Regions from separate parts of the Danio rerio genome. Here region 1 is linked to region 2. The links are chromatin contacts, called in public Hi-C maps. All regions are on one chromosome and are shown on one strand. The core of a region is the stretch at or near the end of the contact, and the rest is flanking DNA. Distances in the headings are between cores, read along the strand shown. Region 1 overlaps LOC101886227 (ovostatin). Region 2 overlaps LOC101886227 (ovostatin).

Region 1 (5,104 bases), core at 2,242-4,741, 120 kb after region 2:
GGCTTCTGATTGCCACACAGTATTTGCACATCAATGGGTATGCTCTCTAATCTCCAATTATAATAAACATGACATTATGTAAACATGCAAATATGATTAAAAACATCAGTTATGATTGAGATTATTAGTAAAAAAAAATCAAACACAGATACAATAAGAAAGGTTTTTATTTTTGTATATGTAATTCTTTTTCTAAAAAGAGCTCTCTGCTCTCTCACAGTGGACTGGAGTGCAGCTGATTTGATGGTTTGTCCCGGTCACAGTGATGTGTGTGCAGGATGATGATGATGAAAGTGGCTGGTCAGTGAGTTGGGCAGAGGCAGGTGGAGGAGCAGCACCGGCTGGTAATGTCACGCAGAATCAGGCCAGAAACAGAGAGAGAGAGACGGATGGAGGTGCAGGAGATGCTGCTCAGGATGGGGGCCGAGCTGCCGCTGACTGCTTTCTGATGACTTGTCAGTTTGGGAAGGACAGGCTGTTTGTCTGTGCGGTTGGGTGGGTCTCATTATCACATCAGTGTCATCTTTCTCTGTTTTCATGCAGCAGGCAGATCACACCCCTGTGAGAGGATCAGACCAGACACACTTTCTCCGAGACTGAGCTGTGTGTGAGTCGAGGCGTGTATTGAGATGCCTACATTTTCTCTTTTCTTCATTTCCTGTCTTATGCTCTTCCTTCCTTGCTCATTTCCTCAAATTCAAAGGATACTGGAGTAAGATGTGTCAGTGAGCTAACGTATGAGAGATTTTATTACATGACCATTAAGAAAAAACTTTGATTGAGAGACACGAGAAAAGATGGTTTAATGCTAAAGGATTTTACTTCAATAGGCAGTACGGTATGTTTAAGTCACAGCTGGACCAGTTGACATTTCTGTGTGTAGTTTGCACGTTCTCCGTGTTCACTTGGGTTTTCTCCGTGTGCTCCAGTTTCCCCCATAGTCCAAATACATGCGGTACAGTTGAACTGAATAAACTAAATTAGCCAAAGTGTATGAGTGTGTGTAATTGAGTGAGTGTATGGGTGTTTCCCAGTATTAAGTTGTGGCCGGAAAGACATCTGCTGCATAAAACATATGTTGGAATAGTTGGAGGTTCATTCCGCTGTGGCAAACCCTAATGAATAAAGGGGCTAAGCTGAAAGAAAATGAATTTATGAAATTAGTCGTAGTGTATGAGTGTGTGTGTGAATGAGTGAGTGTATGGCTGTTTTCCAGTGATGGGTTGCAGCTGGATGGGCATCTGCTGTGTAAAACATATGCTGAATTAGTTAGTGGTTTATTCTGCTGTGGTGACCCTAGATTAATAAAAGGACTAAGCCGAAAAGAAAATGAAGGAATGAGTTAATTGGTGGTTCATTCTGCTGTGGCAACTTCTGAAATAGAAACTATTTCTCGAAGGAAAATGAAAGAATGAATGAATGATTTACCTTAGGTTCTGGTTCATTATGCATGTGTGCTAATCAAACACAGTAGTTTTTAAAAATAGCAATTCTGAAGCTCTTTAATATGGCATGACAGAGGGCTGTGTAGTGAACGCCATCAATTATTCTCCTTTACTACTAGTTGTAACACCAAACAAACCCTTTAAAAAATAGATATTTTTCACTGTGGTCAGTACCTCTAACATCCCTGGAAATGTTTAATTGCATAAAATGTTGTTTCTAGTGGAAAAGAGTTTTTAGATTATTCATTTATTCATTTTCTTTCAGCTTAGTCCCTTTATTAATATGGGGTCGCCACAGCGGAATGAACCACCAACTTATCCAGCATTCCTTTATACCAAGCGAATGCCATTCTAGCCCCAACCCAGAACTGGGAAACACCCATACACCCATTCACACGCACACATACACTACCTATAGCCCATGCTTTTGGACTGTGGGGGAAACCAGAGCACCCAGAGGAAACCCACACAAACACGGGGAGAACATGCAAACTCCACACAGAAATGTCAACTGACCCAGTCGGGCTTAAACTAGTGATCTTCTTGCCGTGAGGCGACAGCGCTACCCACTGCGCCATGGCACTGTCCTTGGGTTTTTAGATTGATGGATTTTATTTCTAGAGATAAAAAAGGGATAGTAAGGGAAGAGTGTGATAAAGGGGAATGGAGGTAAGATGATAAACAGTCAACAGGTAGGTAGGTAGTTCGGGCATCTTACGATGATGCCCAGAGACTCAGAGTGGGGGTACCATCTCTGTAATATTTTGGTTTAACCCCTGACCTAGGAGGGAAGAAAGGGTTATAAGAATTGTTAATGGGAAGCAAGGAAATAGAGGGAGGGAGGGTTCGAGAGAACGAGAACAACAGTGCTAGAGGGCTGGTCTGCCTTAAATACGTTTTAGGGAGTAGGTGATTGTTTGAGGCAAAGTGAGGCATGGTCCTGCTGCTGAACCTTTGTTAACAAGCAGTTTAGATGCAAAATCCTCTAAGTGCCATCTGAAATTTCCATAGAAAAATAAGCATTATTTTCAGCCTCTATTGTTTATGTTGAGTTATTTCACCTTGAAGCTGGACCCTACACACTGGACCCTGATGAAAATGCTGATTTTTAGAAGAACATTTCAAATGGCATTTACAGGTTTTTGCATCTGAACTTTTCAAGTTAACTCCAATAAGTGTAAAGTTTTTTGTTGAACAACCGTTCAGTCAAAATGTCATTGTGGTATCATAAATAGTTCTTAAGGAATCACTGAAAACCCCTTTTTGGAATCTTTATTTTTAAGAGTGAATGTGTAAGAACATCTTACATCTCATATAATTGCTCAGTCAGTGTTTCGACTATGGAAGGATATCAGTAAAACAGGTTTCCTTTCTACTTTAATTTAAAACCAGGAAATATATAGAAATGTCATTTTTGTGCAGCTTTTTTTTGGTTTGAGTTGGTTTAATCTAGCCGTTCCAATCTCATCATTTCATTTCCTACTGAAAACCACTTAAGCTTTACATGTAAAACCATATTTAAACAAGCTGGAAACATTTTATTCTCAAAGTCTCATGTAAAAAATATGGACGTGTTGATGTGATCACATTGGTCTCGCTGAAAAATGTTCCAAAACCATGCATTTGACATATTTCAGAAGTTTTTCACATGTTTTAGGAATGATTAAGTTTAGATTTCCTTTCAAAGGTCTTCCATTCCCAGCAGGTAAAAGACCACAGACAGATGTCCGTTGGAGCGAGACTTCCCAGTAGTCTGAGGTGGGGGGCGTCACTGCTCGGTGTGCTTAGCAAGCGAGATGGCGCGCACCTTTATCATGTTTCCGTCCGGCTCCAGGTCTTTGTGTGGGACGTTAAGAGCCCGAGTCTAGAATGCCAAACTGTGTTCTTAACAGTCAGCTATCTGTCTCTCCGATCTGTGGCCTAGATGCGAGCACCATTGCTACCTGTTCGAAACAAGGAGAAAAGAGGGGGGAAGAGAGAGGCAGAGCGCAAGGACAAAGCTGGGAGCGGAGCAGCAGAACACAGTGTCTGTTGTGTACGGGTGCAGGCTTGGCACAAACAGAGGCTTTTCTGTAAAACTATCCCGCTCCTCCCAGGCCTCTGACTGGGCTCTCAATACTGCCTTTGTCCTTCCACATCACCGGTGACATTGAGAAGCCGAATCTAGCAACACCTGGCCCCTCGCAGACTCTCTAGCGCACGCAGTTCCGCGCGTTCACGTTAAAGAAAAGACGTATGGAGTTTATTTTGTTAACACAGGCACAGAATCCAGCTCTGAAAAGTCTCTCATTTTCCTTAAGCTATCTTTGCCGTCTCATCTTAAAGGCAGGAGATGCTGCATAATTGATGAGCAACTCTTTTTAAATCTATTAAAAGCCATGATTCCAGTATTTCGAGGGAGTCCCAATTCAAATCAAATATTCCTTGCCGTCACAAGGTTGGCCGATGAGACACTTTGCAATTGCGCTGAAAGTATACTTGCATATTGAATGTCTTATGTCCTTCACGCCATGCTATGAATTCATTTCTTTATTTCAGTAAAGTCGCAGAAGACCAAGGACAAACTAAATTCAATTACATTTTATCAAGGTGCGGCTTTTCACAACAGATATTGTAAAACGATTTTTTTTATGGTGTGCCAGGAATGGGTACAACACCAAGGCCAAGAACGTGAGTTATAGTCCAAGGATGCCTGGAAGAAAAAAAATAGTAATAAAACATCTCTCTTTTCTTTTTTTCTTTATTTAGAACAGCAACACATGCCACAAAACGAAACAGATACCTTCAGGTTTTTCTCAAAAATGACTGAGGGAATTCAGTGGAATGTGGTGCAATGCCAGATGTTCTGCATTCCTGAAAGCATTGCATCAGATATTCACATATTTACATAATACCTGCACTCTTGATCTTAATATAACAGATGACTGAATGACTAATGCATTTGAAATACAGTCTGAATATTCATTGTGCTAATTAATAAAAGGGCATTTTTAACCTATAGCTTCATAAACTAAAACAGCTGCTGTGCGAATGCTGAAATTCTCAACCCCAAAAAGCTTTGTCGACCAATTTCTTTGTTGTCAGGTTGGGAAGGCTGCAGGAGGACGGGGAGAGTTAACAGGCGTTTTTGCTGTGCAATGTGATCTGTTGAAGGCGGAGGGGAGGAAAGATAAAAGGAAACAGAAGCGCTGTTGGAGTCGGTCTACAGGAAGAGGCTGATTAGAGGTGAGCTGCAGCGGCACATTGGTGGACGAAGCAGCCAATCACAAGAGCCAATCTCACTTTACTCCTGTTCAACACAATCCTGTGCTTAATTACAGTAGGAATATATACTTGCCATGTAGCTAATGTCATATGTGTCGTGTTCAGGCATTTTAGGCCAGGCACTCAGTGCATTTATTATTAATGGGTTTAATGGCTCACTGGGGTTCTTGTGATGTGCATGCTCATGAACATTATTAAAGCAAACACACGTGTTCGGGAATGTACTTTATTGAACTGTGAAGGAATCTATACCTCACAGTTTTGACAGGGCTTTTTAAACTATTGGCAGTTCAACTAAGTCACATGGTTTTACTTTTGATATGTTAGGGTTATGTTTAAGAACTATTATCATGTTTTCAAATTACTGGTTTATTTTAAAACACAAAACCAATTCT
Region 2 (4,946 bases), core at 414-2,913:
CCAAGGCTGCTTTTATTTGATAAAAAAATACATTAAATGGTAATATTGTGAAACAAACAATTAACATTTTTTAATATACATTATTGTTTTCCCTGTGATTGTCTGTGGAAACACTTCAGAAACATCTTATCATGCTGTATATGATGAAAATAGTTATTTATTGAAAACAATTTAACACATATTTGATGAATTAAATTACTTTTTTCTTGAAAAATTTAAATAAATAAAATAACTAAATCTAGTTGACCTCAAACTTTCAAACAGTAGCATAATCTCCCCCTTCAGTAATCTGCTGTTGGATCACTGAATCAATGAGTCAAAGCATGAATGAGTCCTTAAAACCGGTTTTCTGAAGTGGATTAATGTTTTCATTGAAAAAAATGATTCAGAAGAAAGATTTTCTGATGAATCAGACATTGTGTCTTCCTCATGAATTAATCCACCCAGTTATCTTGATTTCAGTTAATATTGAAACTTAAGAACACTAAGTATATATACATACTTATTTATCTATCTGTTTTATACATTTTTTTATTTTTCTTTGATCATAATTTGTGCAGTTATTGTGATCAATTCACCCAAAACTGAACATGCTCATCATTTAATCATCGTTGACTTGTCACAAGCTGTTTTTCTTTGGTCTGTGGAACACAAAAGAAGTTATCTTTAAAATCATTGCAACCGGTAACCATTGACTTTCATTATTTTGTCTATTGTGGAAGTCAATGGTTACAGGTTTCTAACATTTTTCAAAATATCTACTTTTGTGATCAACATAAAAAAGAACACATAGAAGAATCTCTTTTAGTCCCATGACTGCATGTAAAAGAGCAACGGTTACACTTTTTGAAACATCTTCCCGTGTGTTCCAGAGTTAAAAGACAGCCGTTCAGATTTGGACCAACAAGAGAGTGATTAAATGATGACAGAATATTCATTTTAGGAAGACGGTGACTTTAAAGTAAACTCATTAGTGTAACCCTATGGCCCTTCCTCTAATGCGGTACTTGGACTGAAGTCACTGTTTGATGGCAAAGTGCAGTCAATGGGAACTTTGTGAGGAAGACTGATGGTGTGGCGAAGATAAACAGATGGCTGCAAATATCGGCTGCTAAATTATTCATCAGGGCTCCAGCTTTTGGGTAGCGACAGAGTGATAGAGTTTACTGGGATGATGAAAGAGATGGAGCAAAGGAGAAAGAGAAAATAAAGAGAGTAACACCGGCGCACACATAATAGCTCCGCATCGAGTTTGCAGAAGTGCCACCGCCTCATTGAAGCTCGGCCGTTATTCACGTCGGTTCTGAATGTTGATGTTGTTGTTGAAATATTATCCTTCGATGTTTCCCAGATGCTGTTTTGGTCTGAGGTGCTGTCAAACATCTCTCTGATCGTGATTTGCTGCAGTGCTGCATAAAGGCCTGTCGAAAGGAGGTTAGCATAGCATTAGCGCTGCTTATGTCTACATGCTTATTAGATGCGAGCGTTTACACGGCTGCTGATTTAACAGCACTCTGACACATGATGTATGCACTAGCGAACATCATTGGCATCTCTTATACACATTTACACAGACAAATCTCACACACGCGCGCACACACTTTGCTCTGCTGTGCGTTTAGGACTCCGGGGAAATAGAGCAGAGAGGAAACTACGTGCCTTCACCGAACACTGGCTGTCTGGTGTCATGGCAACCGGTGCGGATTTACCCCACCCTCCTCCATCAGCCTCAGAGGAAGAGCAGGAGGAGGATGGAGAGATAGAGAGTCAGGACAGCCTGAGACTGGGGCTCAGTGCTTTTAGTGTTAATGACATTGGATTGTATCATCATATATGTATAAATATTCATATTATAATAAAATATATATTTGTTATTATATACAGTGGTCAGCATAACTGAGTAAACTCCATTTTGAAAATGAATATTTGTATACATTTCTCAGTGAATATAGGCAATGTATTTTGGTGCATTTAAACAAATCAGATTTAATAAGCAGATATATTTATTAAAATCATATTTTAGTCACCAAACATATTTAGAAATTAAAAGATAATACAATTAAATTCAAGCTAAATATTGCAAAAAAAAATTTGCAACCTACAAAATTTAAAATAAATAAATAAAAAAATACTTTTTTTTTTGCTTCTCTTAATTTTTCCTCTTTTTAAAAATTGTATTTACTATTGTTTATAACATATACATTTGAGTGTATTAGTTTTTGGACCGTTAACGTAAGTTATTTTGTTAGATAATATAGTATACAATAAGTATATGAACCGAGCAAAGCTAAATAAAAAGAAAAGCGAGTCAGTTGGCAAAAGGCACAGTCATTGCACTTACTGCACTGCAGACCAATACTAGGCATCAGTAAAACTTCTTCTGTATAACAGCGCAGCTAATGACAACTGGCTCCAGCACTCGTTCACTTTATAGTCAAATAATAATATAAGAAAACTAAAGTAGTTTCCTTAAACTGTAGATTGTCAGGGGAAAGATTTTCTGATGAATCAGACATTGTTTCTTTCTCATCAATGAATCCACCCAGATATCATGATTTTAGTTCAGTTTCAGTTCAAATTGAGGCTATGAGTAAAGAACACTCAGAATATCAACTTTTGGTCCATATTAGTGCAGTTGTGACCCAAAACTGAATTTTCTGTCATCATTCCTCTTTTGTCTGTTTTTTAAAAAAGAAAATCATTGACCTTTGACTTCCATAGTATTTATGTTTCCTAAGTTGATGGTTACATGTAGTCTTGCATGTCTTTATTTCAACACCGCTCATTTACATGTAAATGAAATATTTAAATTTGTGATTTATCTAGATTAATCAAAGATTAATCAAAGTGATTGCAATTTAATACAATAAAAACATTTAATTCAAATAACATATACAGTTGAAGTCAGAATTATTAGCCCCCTGAATAATTAGCCTCCCTGAATTATTAGCCCCATGTTTTTCCCCCAAATTTCTGTTTAACGGAGAGATTTTTTTTACCACGTTTCTAAACATAATAGTTTTAATAACTAATTTCTAATATCTGATTTATTTTATCTTTGTCATGATGACAGTAAATAATATTTTACTAGATTTTTTCAAAACACTTCCATACAGCTTAAAGCGACATTTTAAGGCATTTTAAGGCTTAACTAGGTTAATTAGGTTACTAGGCAGGATATGGTAAGTTATTGTATATCGATAGTTTGTTCTGTAGACTATCGAAAAAATATAGCTTGAAGGGGCTTATAATTTTGACCTTAAAATGGATTTTTTAAATATTAAAAACTGCTTTTATTCTAGATAAAATAAAGCAAATAAGACTTTCTCCAGAAGAAAAAAATATTATAGGAAATACCGTGAAAATGTCCTTACTCTTTTAAATATAATTTGTTAAATATTTAAAAAAGAAAAAAAAAACAGTAGGGCGCTAATAATTCTGACTTCAATTGTATATATACAGGTCTATATAAACATGAGCATATTGACAACATAAAAATGTGCCACAGTCTAACAACAATATCATTTGTATGATATGTATATTTGCTAATTTGTTTAATATTAACCTTCCCTAAAGAGACTAATTGGCACATGATTGGTTTTCGGCACAAGTCTATTCTTGGTTTCGTTTTGGAGACCGCCAATCAGAGATCATTCTTGATATTCAGTTGTGGCCTGTATTTATTTTTAATGTATTTGATTGCCATAAAGGTGTCCGAAAATTTAACCTGGTGGTTTAAAATTTATCTGCTGCCACTGATGCTATTCCGTATTTTTAATCTAACATAAACACACCATTTCTATGAAGAATAATTGAAAGGCTGATGGCTTTTAATTTGCATGTTCTTGCTTTTTTATGTAACTATTAACTACTATTTTTATATTCTATGGGTTATGGATAAAATAAACAAAAATATGGTTCATAAAGTTTATTTGACTTTTGGAAATCACCAAGCAACCCCCTGTCATTGTCCCACGACCTCCACTTTCAGAACCACTGATATAAATAATTATTGATAAAGTTTAAAACCTGTTGTGCATCACTACAGTAAATGTTATACATTTAATTAAGAGTCGATAGATTACATTTTTTTCCCTTCTGCCTTTATTTGAATCTAGATCCTAAAAATTTTGAGCATAATAATTAATGAAAGTGAAACAGACGCATTAAAATTAATTCGAAATTCAATACTGTTCAAAAATCCTGGTTTGTCTGTGGTTTGTTAAGAAAAACCAAAGCATTCAAGAGTGTTGAAGGTCAATCCTTAGGAGGTGGAGAGGAATGATGAATTATTCTTGTGGAGAGAAGCTGAATTGAGGGAGACAGACAGACAGACAGACAGAGAGAGAGACACAGACAGAGAGAGTGACAGGGACAGAGCACAGGCCAGAGGGAGGCGGAAACATTCAGAAAGCAAGAGAGCGTGGAGGATGATTTCAGAGAGAAAAAAGGAAACAGCCTAGAGAAGGAGAGGGAGGGAGGCAAATGGGATGGTGGGTCATTTAAGGACACTCACAAAAAATTGCCATCTCTCAAGGGCTGCCGATGACTGCAGAGTGAAACAGAGAACTGCAGCAGCTGATGACGCCCAGTTACTGTCATAAAGCAGCACACAATACAGCAGAGCAGCGGCACACAGCTTCACACATCAGCAAGCCATGTTTTCTTACAATCAAACTGTGCAGTTTTTTAAGGCAAGACACTGCAGGTGAATAGGAAAAATCAGCTCTTCTTTATTTTTATTCAAATTTTTCCCCAGTTGATTGATTACATTAAAAATTAAAGAAATGTTGTTTAAATATGCAAACGAGGCATTATTTTATTCAAATTGAGCTAATTTGCACAAAAATCTGAACATCATTTTTTTTACAGAGGGGATTTGGAGTATCTTTTTATCAGATTTTTTGGTAACACTTTATAATGACTGTACACTGAATCATCTATTA

The links. Hi-C and Micro-C count contacts between places; a contact is called where the count stands out from the background.
Region 1: a contact with region 2 is called in a Hi-C map of embryo, with 1.6 times the contacts expected there. The contact joins two enhancer-like sites. A contact is called at or near these places in 7 of 18 Hi-C or Micro-C datasets (caudal fin, embryo, fibroblasts and 3 more) and 1 of 4 datasets of contacts at active chromatin or transcription factors (caudal fin).

What each region holds. Positions count from the first base shown.
Region 1 is chr15:23,955,235-23,960,338 of GRCz12tu, forward strand. The region is part of intron 3 of LOC101886227 (ovostatin); the gene reads left to right. Among named protein-coding and RNA genes, the nearest start is that of mir125b-1, 46 kb to the left of the region's middle. Within about 2 kb of position 3,492, at least 13 of the 62 cell types and tissues checked have an H3K27ac peak or open chromatin away from gene starts, as enhancers often do.
Region 2 is chr15:23,841,343-23,846,288 of GRCz12tu, forward strand. The region is part of intron 3 of LOC101886227 (ovostatin); the gene reads left to right. Among named protein-coding and RNA genes, the nearest start is that of mir100-1, 58 kb to the right of the region's middle. Within about 2 kb of position 1,664, at least 15 of the 62 cell types and tissues checked have an H3K27ac peak or open chromatin away from gene starts, as enhancers often do.